Linked DNA regions of Gossypium hirsutum: region 2 is linked to region 1. A link is a contact called in public Hi-C data. All regions are on one chromosome and are shown on one strand. Each heading gives the region's core, a stretch centred on a gene start, on an enhancer-like site or on the middle of the called end of the contact. The rest is flanking DNA. Distances are from core to core; before and after follow the strand shown. Region 1 overlaps LOC107913684 (bifunctional aspartate aminotransferase and glutamate/aspartate-prephenate aminotransferase). Region 2 holds the start of LOC107913681 (photosynthetic NDH subunit of lumenal location 4, chloroplastic).

The links. Hi-C and Micro-C count contacts between places; a contact is called where the count stands out from the background.
Region 2: a contact with region 1 is called in a Hi-C map of leaf, with 3 times the contacts expected there. The contact joins the promoter of LOC107913681 here to the enhancer-like site in region 1. A contact is called at or near these places in 3 of 34 Hi-C or Micro-C datasets (all in leaf).

The regions. Positions count from the first base shown.
Region 1 is chrD11:38,253,344-38,258,047 of Gossypium_hirsutum_v2.1, forward strand. It overlaps LOC107913684 (bifunctional aspartate aminotransferase and glutamate/aspartate-prephenate aminotransferase), which reads right to left. Exons shown (of 10, transcript XM_016842341.2): 8 at 4,017-4,187; 9 at 3,766-3,879; 10 at 3,349-3,607. The coding sequence ends at 3,467. Among protein-coding and RNA genes, the nearest start is that of LOC107913684, 6.8 kb to the right of the region's middle. Within about 2 kb of position 2,443, at least 3 of the 9 cell types and tissues checked have an H3K27ac peak or open chromatin away from gene starts, as enhancers often do. A contact at or near this core is called in leaf, where this site is marked.
Region 2 is chrD11:38,350,863-38,355,566 of Gossypium_hirsutum_v2.1, forward strand. LOC107913681 (photosynthetic NDH subunit of lumenal location 4, chloroplastic) reads left to right here and starts at 2,141. Exons shown (of 6, transcript XM_016842337.2): 1 at 2,141-2,663; 2 at 2,983-3,075; 3 at 3,174-3,234; 4 at 3,331-3,399; 5 at 3,487-3,571; 6 at 3,828-4,153. The coding sequence starts at 2,292. The coding sequence ends at 3,566.

The DNA of each region.
Region 1 (4,704 bases), core at 1,193-3,692:
TAACATCTTTCTAGAAATGTGTTCTAACCCCATCTTCGACCATAGAGCTCGGTATGATACCTCTAGTAAACCACAAATCTAAAAACAGAAAACTGACAAGAAAATAGAAAAGAAAATAAGAGAAAGAGAGAGACAATTTTCATAATACTCAATTCATGCCTTCTCTTTGTTACAACCATTGATTAAAAAGAAAAGGAAAAAAGAGAAAACAATAACGACTCCAAAGTTGGCTACTGCCAAAGCTGACTTGGATCAAAATGCCCCGTTTCACTAAAGCTTTTATACGCCTACTAAAGCTTCTATACGCACCGTTTTTACTTTAGTTTTTAACTCATAACAGGAACAATGGTGTATGGTGGTGTTGGGCTGGTCAAGCGATTTGAGGCTTGGTGATGAGCGGAGGTGGTGAAGGGGAAATAATGGTTTTTTTAGAATTCCAAAATATGTTTTTTATTTAAAATATCTTTAAGAAAATTATTTTATGTGAAATGTTAAAGATATGTGGCATGACTTAAGGTCCCTTTTTTCTGGGCGTTTACCTTCAAGCATTTAGCTCTCTTTTTTATCTCACGCTACAATATCGTTACAGCATTTAATTTCACCATCACTGTTATTTTTACACTAATCGCAGATAAACGCGCCGCCCTAATTTGCCAAAAAAAATTAAACAGTGTTAAAAAAATTAGACCAAAACAATAACCAATGAATACTTTAAGTATCAAATTGGATTAAAAAAGTTTTAAATACCAAAGTGGAAAAAGGGATATACTTTAAGGGCCAAATCATGAAATAAATCTTTATTAAACTATTTTTTTAGAGTTTATGAGTACAGATCCAATGTAATCACAAGTAAAAACACAAATGCATGTCCAAACAACTACAAAGTAAAATCAAACTAATATAACCCACAAATGAATGAAGAATCTAAATAATCCATAGGCTCACACATGACAAACGTCTATGCTCTAAGAACCCGAAACCTTAACTTCTATCAATAATACCAATCCCTCGTTGTTTACCAGATAAATTCTAAAATACATTATGTTAAACTTTAGTTTACACATTTTCGAAATTAATTTCGCACTGCTCTCCATAACTGCCACAAGTCACTTTGAAATATCAAATAGTCTATATCTCTATCACATACAATCAAATTTTTATATGCAAAAATATTTAACCCGACAATCAAATTTTTAATGACTGCTAGAAATAATTTTTCATGGATACCTTATTAAATATTACGTAACAATCAAATTTTTATATGCAAAAGTGACTTAGTTGAAATTTAATATAAAATTCCTAAAAAATTTAGATAAATTCAAGCTTAAATTTAAATGTAAAAATTGATAAACGGTTTAATTGAGCTCAAGCACAAATAACTTAATTATATCTTAAACTTAAAAATTGATATTCGATTAAGCTCAAGCCTCAAGTTTTTAATCGAGCTCGAACTTACCACTATTCAAACTCTCTCATCTTGATTATAACTCTAGATCCGATTAACAGGGGAAGTAGTTTATTGAATGGAAACTAAGTTCATTCAAGGTAAGTAAACTACCCATTAGATTTTGGTTACGTTAGGAAGTTGAGATCTTAACATCTTGTGCACCCATGTTCAAATACTAAAGAGAATGGTTTTATTTATTTATTTTTAAATAAATAAAAGTAAATTACCTATATAACTCTTCTAATATATTACTTGTGTTATAAAATTCTGGTCATTTAATAATTTTCTAACCGGTAATACATATAAAAAAAATTTATTAACTTTTATTTAATTAAATACAATAAAAATCTATAGATTTAAGAATGGTTTTAATTTTCTCTATACAAATATTACAATATAATATCAAAAAATTATAAATGAAATATCATAGTGTCATACGTTCTTTTAAAAAATCATTAAAAAGAATTGTTAATAATAATTATAATTATAATAATTATTATATTTTACAATAAATTATAGAAAATTTTTAAAAAAAAAAATCAGCTTGAACGAAATAACACTTGCTATGCGAGTAGAAACAATAAATTGCACTTCCTCTGATGTGTCAGTGAATCAGAATGATTGAGCAAGTTGTTTTAGAGGCTGCCTTCCTTTGCCTTTACATTTTCCACTCTTTACATCATCTGTAGGTTTTCATATATTCCTTATTAATTAGTTACCATTCGCTCAAATAAATTACCACAAATTAACATTAACTAAACTTGGCCTTGTATAGGGTAATGTCCTCTGATATCCAATAGAATTTGGGGGAGCTTTGCCAACTGCTATTAATATGCTAGGAGGGCTTGATTCCTATCATAATAAACACCAAATTATTTATGAATCTACTGTCTACACAATTAAAAATTAATGGAAGTAACTGTTGCATGTGTTCAACATGTTCCTCCCACAGGGATTCAGGTATCTAACATATAAGAATATTCTCATACCTCTGTTTGTGTAGCCCAAGCCCGAAGTAGCTAAGCTTGCCATCTGCATCAAGTGTAACTTGATCAGCCCAAAATTTGTGAACATTACATGTAAGAATTTTCGATCTATGTAACTCAAATTCAAGAATGGAAACGTAGTCTTCAATGTCAACCTTAAAGGAATTAAAATTATAGGGGTCTACTAAAGGTGTTGTTATGTATAAAAATAGCCTCAACAACAAGGAATCAAACCAAAGAATCAAATATGGCAGCAAAGGCCTCCTTAATACGCACACAATTGAATCTCTGAAAACCCTTCCATTCAAAAGCCTGAATATTATTTTGTCAGCAACTTGGTCGAATTCAGGGGCTTTTGCAACAGCAGACCAGTCCTTAGGACTTATCAGGGTACAAAAAGTCCCACCTCTACAACCTTCATTGGACACACTACAATTGCTCCAAACTCCAACACCCAAAACCTTTGTGTACTACTGTAGTTTCTAAGTAAAAAAAAAAAATACAATTTTTGCTGACCCTTGTTGCCATGGTATCGAAGCCACCATTTCAAGTTTTGGGTTTAAGGTTCTTGGTAAAGTTTATTGACATCGTAATGGAGGAAATGCATGGATGGAAGAAGAGAATTCTTGACATTAGAGATTAATTGTTTTAAAGCTAAAGTCAATAGTTTCAGGCTTTGGACTAAGGGTTCCTTGGCTTCTTAGGGATGCCTTAAGCAGAATATTCAAGTTGGGCAGCAATATTATTTGTATTGCCAAAAAGGGAAAGGGTAGGGTTGCTTCTCCTTAATTCTGTACCATCTAACTAGCTAGTGAATGCATTCCTTGGAGCACTACATCTAGTTAGCCTACAATGAAATATTCCTTTGGGAACATTCTCATCTCAGGATCGACACATGTATGACAATTATGGAAGAGAACAGAGAAAATCCAGAGTTTATTAAAAAAAAAGCTTATTAAAACATAAAAAATTCAAATCCCAAAACAAAATACAACCAACAATTAAACATGCTAAATGATATATAATTCATGTGTTAAACAGGAACAGCAGGCCTGAGGGAGATGAGTGCTTTCTTAATTCTCTCAAAAGCAGCTTGTAAGGTGGTGAGGGATGCTGCATATGATATCCGAATGCAGCTATCATCCCCAAATGCATCTCCAGGGACTAGTGCAACCTGTCAATAATTTGCAGCAGTCTTTGATTATTTCATCTTCAACATTAATCACGGTATTATTCAATCAGTTCCCAATAATGTCTATGAAAAACAGCCTAGCCCTTCTTAATCACTTCAAAAAGAAAAAGAGTCCTGAAACAGCATTCAACAAAGCATACCTGAGCCTTGTCCAGGAAGTATCGACAAAGTGACTCCGAATTTTCGATTTTGCCAAAACCTTCAGCTTCTATTCCGTAGTAGGAGCTGAAATCAATGAATAGATAGAAAGCTCCCTGCAAACCAGAAGTCGTGCAAGCAAGAAACATGTTAATTGAAGAGCTAAATATCTAACACCGAACAAACTGAGAAGTACATAAATGAGGTTTCTTTTTTCTTTTGGTAATAAGAGACTCTGCGCCAATAGGGGTACCTGAGGTTCTGATATCTTAACACCTTCCAATTCCCCAAAGCTCTTAACCAAGAAATCTCGCCGTTCCCTGAATGCTTCCACCATGGTGGAAATTGCTTCCCCACCAGCACAGCCCAAGCCTAATGCGGCAACTCCTGCTTTTTGTGCTATACTACTAGCTCCTGAAGTGGACTGAGAAACATAAACCGCATTAAGGTTTAGTTTTCCACATATCAATTAAACAACTGAAACTACACATTTAATTAATAAATTGATGCGCATATAAGTACACTAATAGATATATCAACCTATTTTCACTAATTGATGTATTTGTATTCCATTGCCTTATACTTTATGAGGTCAGTAATTACAATTCTTCTCAATATACAGATATTTAGAGGTGCCCATCTAGCACCATCAACTCAAGCATACTCGGCATTTTTCTTCTTTCCTTTTAACACTTGCAAACCAGGATAAGTGAAACATGATCGTTATGCTAATTAATGACATAAGTTTTGACTCTCTCCATACAAAAGCAATTTTAGTTTTCAAGCAGAGTCTGAAAATCTCATTCACATGAAATTCAAGGACATTTCTAGCCCACCTCCCACCCTAATTTGGCTCTAATGTTCTCTTTATTCACATTGCTTTCTCGCTCAACTTTAAAAATACTTTCCTAGCATTTGGTCAATAGATGGTTCAGTATTTT
Region 2 (4,704 bases), core at 891-3,390, 97 kb after region 1:
TAACTAAATTAAATCGGTTCAATCAATTAATTCAGTTTTACCGAAATTTATCACCCAAATGAGTATTGCTATTCAGTTGGTGCTTGTGCACACTATTTAGAGTGCTCGAGTATTTTTCATGTATTCGTTCATTGTTTCATTGGAGTACTGCTATTCACTTGGTGCTTGTGCACACTATTTAGAGTGTTCGAGTATTTTTCATGTATCCGTTCATTGTTTCATGTTCGTTAACAGGGGCGATGGTTTAGTTGTGATATGCGATGCTTTTATCGTGATGTTGATGTTTATATGTTTACTCCATTATGTTATGACTTGATTTATGCTTAGTAGTATGCTTTTCTACTTATTAAACATATATGAAATTAATGGTTTTAGTTAAGCTATAACGCCCAGATTTTTTTAAAATTGAAAAGGTCGATTTTGGATCGAAATTGTGAATCGAGCTATTTTGAAAATCAAATTGAGAGATTTTTAAAAATGAGTTTCGAGTAAAGTCGTGGGTTAGATTAATTGGTGCAATAATTATGCTTTTATTAGTGATTAATTGGTGGGTAATGAAGTAAGGATTAAATCGTAAAATTTATAAAATTATTGGGGTTAATGTGTGAATAGGAAAAAGTTAGATTTTGATTGATAAAAGGTTTTAAATGGTAATTTCCCCAAGGACTCATTCATGATAGAAATTTCTCTTTACATTTTCTCACAAACTTCTCTCTAATCTCTTAACAAATTTCAAAGGTTTTGATTCCTAACAATCAATCTTGAAAAGTAAACCTATTTTCTTTCACCATTGTATATTCCATTCAAGTCACTTAATCCTTCAAATTTTCCTGGATTTAAAATTTCAATTATAATTATTAATTTTCCATACATAGTTTTGCATTTAGAACCTATTTTGTTAAAAATAAAAATTTTATGATTTAATCCCTAAACTCTCATATTTATTTAATTGAGTCCAATAAATCTGTATTTTTTTACCGTTACTTACAAATATTAATGATAAGGCACTCCCTTCATAGTTCATACTTTTTGTCTCATTTCTCGCTTGTTGGGAAATTTGCACATTAAGCCTCTGTGCTTTTTAATTTTTCCATTTAATCCCCAAAGTGACTTTCATCAAATTAATACCCAATCCAAGTCATCTTTATGCTCCACAATCATTATTAACCCTTATTTCCTCAATTTGATTAAATGACACTAACGTCTCTAACTTTTCCAACTTTACAATTTAGTCCTATATACCAAAATCTCATATTCACAATCATTCACTCAAATTTCCTCTTTTTAAGAATCAAAACAATCCTTTAAGGCTACAATTGTAAAACTAATCTTCAAATTTTCTTCTATATTTCACTATACCAAGACTTGGAATAGTACTGGAGATTTCAGGATATTACACTATCTTCTACTATGCTCATGTTTGAGATTTAATTTTCATATATTAATTTGACATAATTTAGTCATTTACCTTTTGGTATTAGTTTGTTCAAATAATTAACATTCTTAACTATTTTGATTAAAATGATTATGTGAATTTTTTTTAAAAACCTTTCTAACACAATTTTTTTTTCGACATGATAAATTGGAATGAGACCAATAAGTATTGAGTGCAATGATAAGATATATTTTACTCCCAATAGAGGACTTAAGTTTGAATCTTAAAGATTGCATTGTTGGGAGAGGGGCAACTACAAATCCCAAAAGGATTAACCTCTATGGACCCTAGAAACGGACATGGAGGATACCTTTACTCTATATAAAAAAAAAAGATGGAACGAATGCTTTTAAGAAAAAATTTCTCCGTCGACGTTTTAACTATAATAATTAAGAGTGTCAACTATTTTGTCGAACTAATGATATTATGTAGATGAACCAAATTATGTCAAATTAAAGTATAGATACATCTTAAATTTAAACATAATAGAGATACCATAATAATAATTTAACGTAAAATAATCTACAATTAACACAATATTTAATAAAAAGTTTGAATTTTATAATAAAAATATTTTTAATTTAATTAGTATAAGTGATTATATGTTTATACAAAATCAGATTAATATATGTTAATAATAATGTTTTAAATTTAATTTGAACAAAGTACAATAACTTATAAAAATAAGTTAATCCCGGATTACTTAACATCAGTGTAATTATAAATGAAAGCCTAAATCTTATCCATATCCGACGAACAGAATTTCCTGCCAAAGTAGTTCATTTATTTTTCCTATCCGAATTCTCCGCTTAGAAAATTTTGCTTTCCAAATCCAAAGAATCATAAAAAAGGAAAAATGGCGACCTCTGCTTTAGCCATTGCAACTGCAAAGCCATTGACCCATCGTTTCTCCAACTCTAAGCACACTTCATCGCCATCCTTCTCCTGTTCTTGCTCTTCTTCCACGCCACTCCCACCTCCCAACGAACCCAAACTCTCTTTCAACTCAAAACCTGTTGCGAAACAATGTGTTTTCAATGTGGGTGTTGGGCTTTTAGCAGCTTCACTTCTTGCTTGCTCACCATTGGAGGCTGATGCCACCAGGATCGAGTATTTTGCAACTGTTGGGGAACCTCAATGTGAGCTCAACTATGCCAAATCTGGTCTTGGTTACTGTGATGTTATTGTAGGGTCTGGTGTGGAAGCTCCACGTGGAGAGCTTGTCAATGTAACTTCATCTCTTGATTTCAGATTAATTTTTTTGTTGGTTATTGGTTGATGCTACAATTAATGTTACAGCCAAGTAGATATGCACATGAATGAGGAACTCAATAGCATTACTACTTACCATGACCATATTTTAGGCTTCAAATCCAAAAGGGTAGAAACTTGCCATGGCAATTTTTTGAAGACCCAGATGTGTAAATATCGATATATTTATAATATGAATGCATTGCATGATCCATATTGACATGAGACACTGCAAAATATGTGAACATCAGATTGATCGAATTAACACTATTTTCTCTAATTTGTTCTTTGCATAGATTCACTACACTGCAAGATTTGCTGATGGGATAGTCTTTGATAGTAGCTATAAACGTGCTAGACCTCTCACCATGCGAATTGGTCTTGGCAAGGTACATTTTCCCCCATAGATTCGTCTATTGCTGATATACTACTGTCAATCTTTCCTTTCAGGTCATTAATTTAAGTTCATACCATGCCTTCATTTCAGGTCATTAAGGGATTGGACCAGGGAATTTTAGGGGGTGAAGGAGTCCCTCCTATGCTTGTTGGTACGATTCCGAGACACTGCATATTACTTTTAGCATGACTTTATTTCCTCTCATATTGTTGTAGAGTAATTGTTTATGATGTTGATTTTGACACAGGTGGAAAACGTAGGCTTCAGATTCCACCAAACTTAGCATATGGACCAGAACCTGCGGGATGCTTTTCCGGTTAGTTCCCAGATATAACTGGATGTGTTGTTAAACATTCATTGTTGTGACAATTACCTCACTAACTCCATGATCTTCTTTATTTAGGCGACTGCAACATACCTGCCAATGCAACTCTCCTATATGATATTAACTTTGTTGGCATCTACTCTGGAAATGCAAAGTGATTAAAGTGAGTTTCCTAACTAAGGCACATTTGTAGCTTAGAAGGCACATTTGTAGCTCAGCATTAACCATTCAAACCTTTATACGCCCCTTTCTTTTATAACTCTTGGCTCAATGAAAGAAGATGATGATGCCACCATATGTTAGCCAGTCTCGAAATGAGTTTCCTGCACTTTGCTGAAGATATACATACATACATACACAAATATATGTATATATGAATGATTAGTTGCGTGTTTTAATGAAGTTGAAGGATGTTTCAGGTGATGGTCCCTCCAATCTGATACTTTTTGACAGGTACCTGTTGGTGGAACACTTTGACCAACTAAATGATTTATCCAAATAGTTCGGTGTCTACCAAACAAGCTCCTAAAGACTATGTTCCATGCTACCATATTATTTTCTTTGGAGTTAGGCCTTTGTTTCTTTATATAATATATATATATTCTGTTTCTTGTGTGCAAATGGCATCCAATTTTAAAGGCAAACAGATACTTGGTGAAGGGCTAAAATTATATTTCTACAAACTTCATTTGGTAGACATTTTTGTAATATTCAAGCTCAACAATCCGAGGTTAAGCCCTTTCAATATGGAGTTGGGAAAATGTTGACCCTGAATTTTGTTTTGGGCCGGGCTAACATTGAATTAGCTCGAGTATAAAGATCCTATGTTTGGACAGAACTACAATAAGGGTGGAAATTTTATGTAATAAATTTGTGAAAGTTGATAAAAATAATTAAACTTGGTTTGAGTTAAGATGGTAAAAGTAGGATGATAAAAATTATATAATGCTTTGGGATTCAACCTCGTCATGTTTAAGTATATTTTTTTAGATTTTAAGGGTGGGGGTATTTATTGCTTAATAGGGGGGGGGGGTAACTTCATGACTATTTGGATCTGCTTATAGCTGACACCAAACTCAGTAAGCCTTAATGTAAATATTAATAAATTTAATCATTTTCAAAATAAATATTAAGAATGAATGTAGCAAAAATAAGTTATAGGTAAATTTACAAATCACCCAATCATTAGCACGTTTTATTTTGGTCATTCAATTAAAAAATATTTTTAACTTAAGCTCTAACATTTTCAATCGGTTCTATTTTGTTTACCCATTATAAAAATTTTCAATTTAGGCA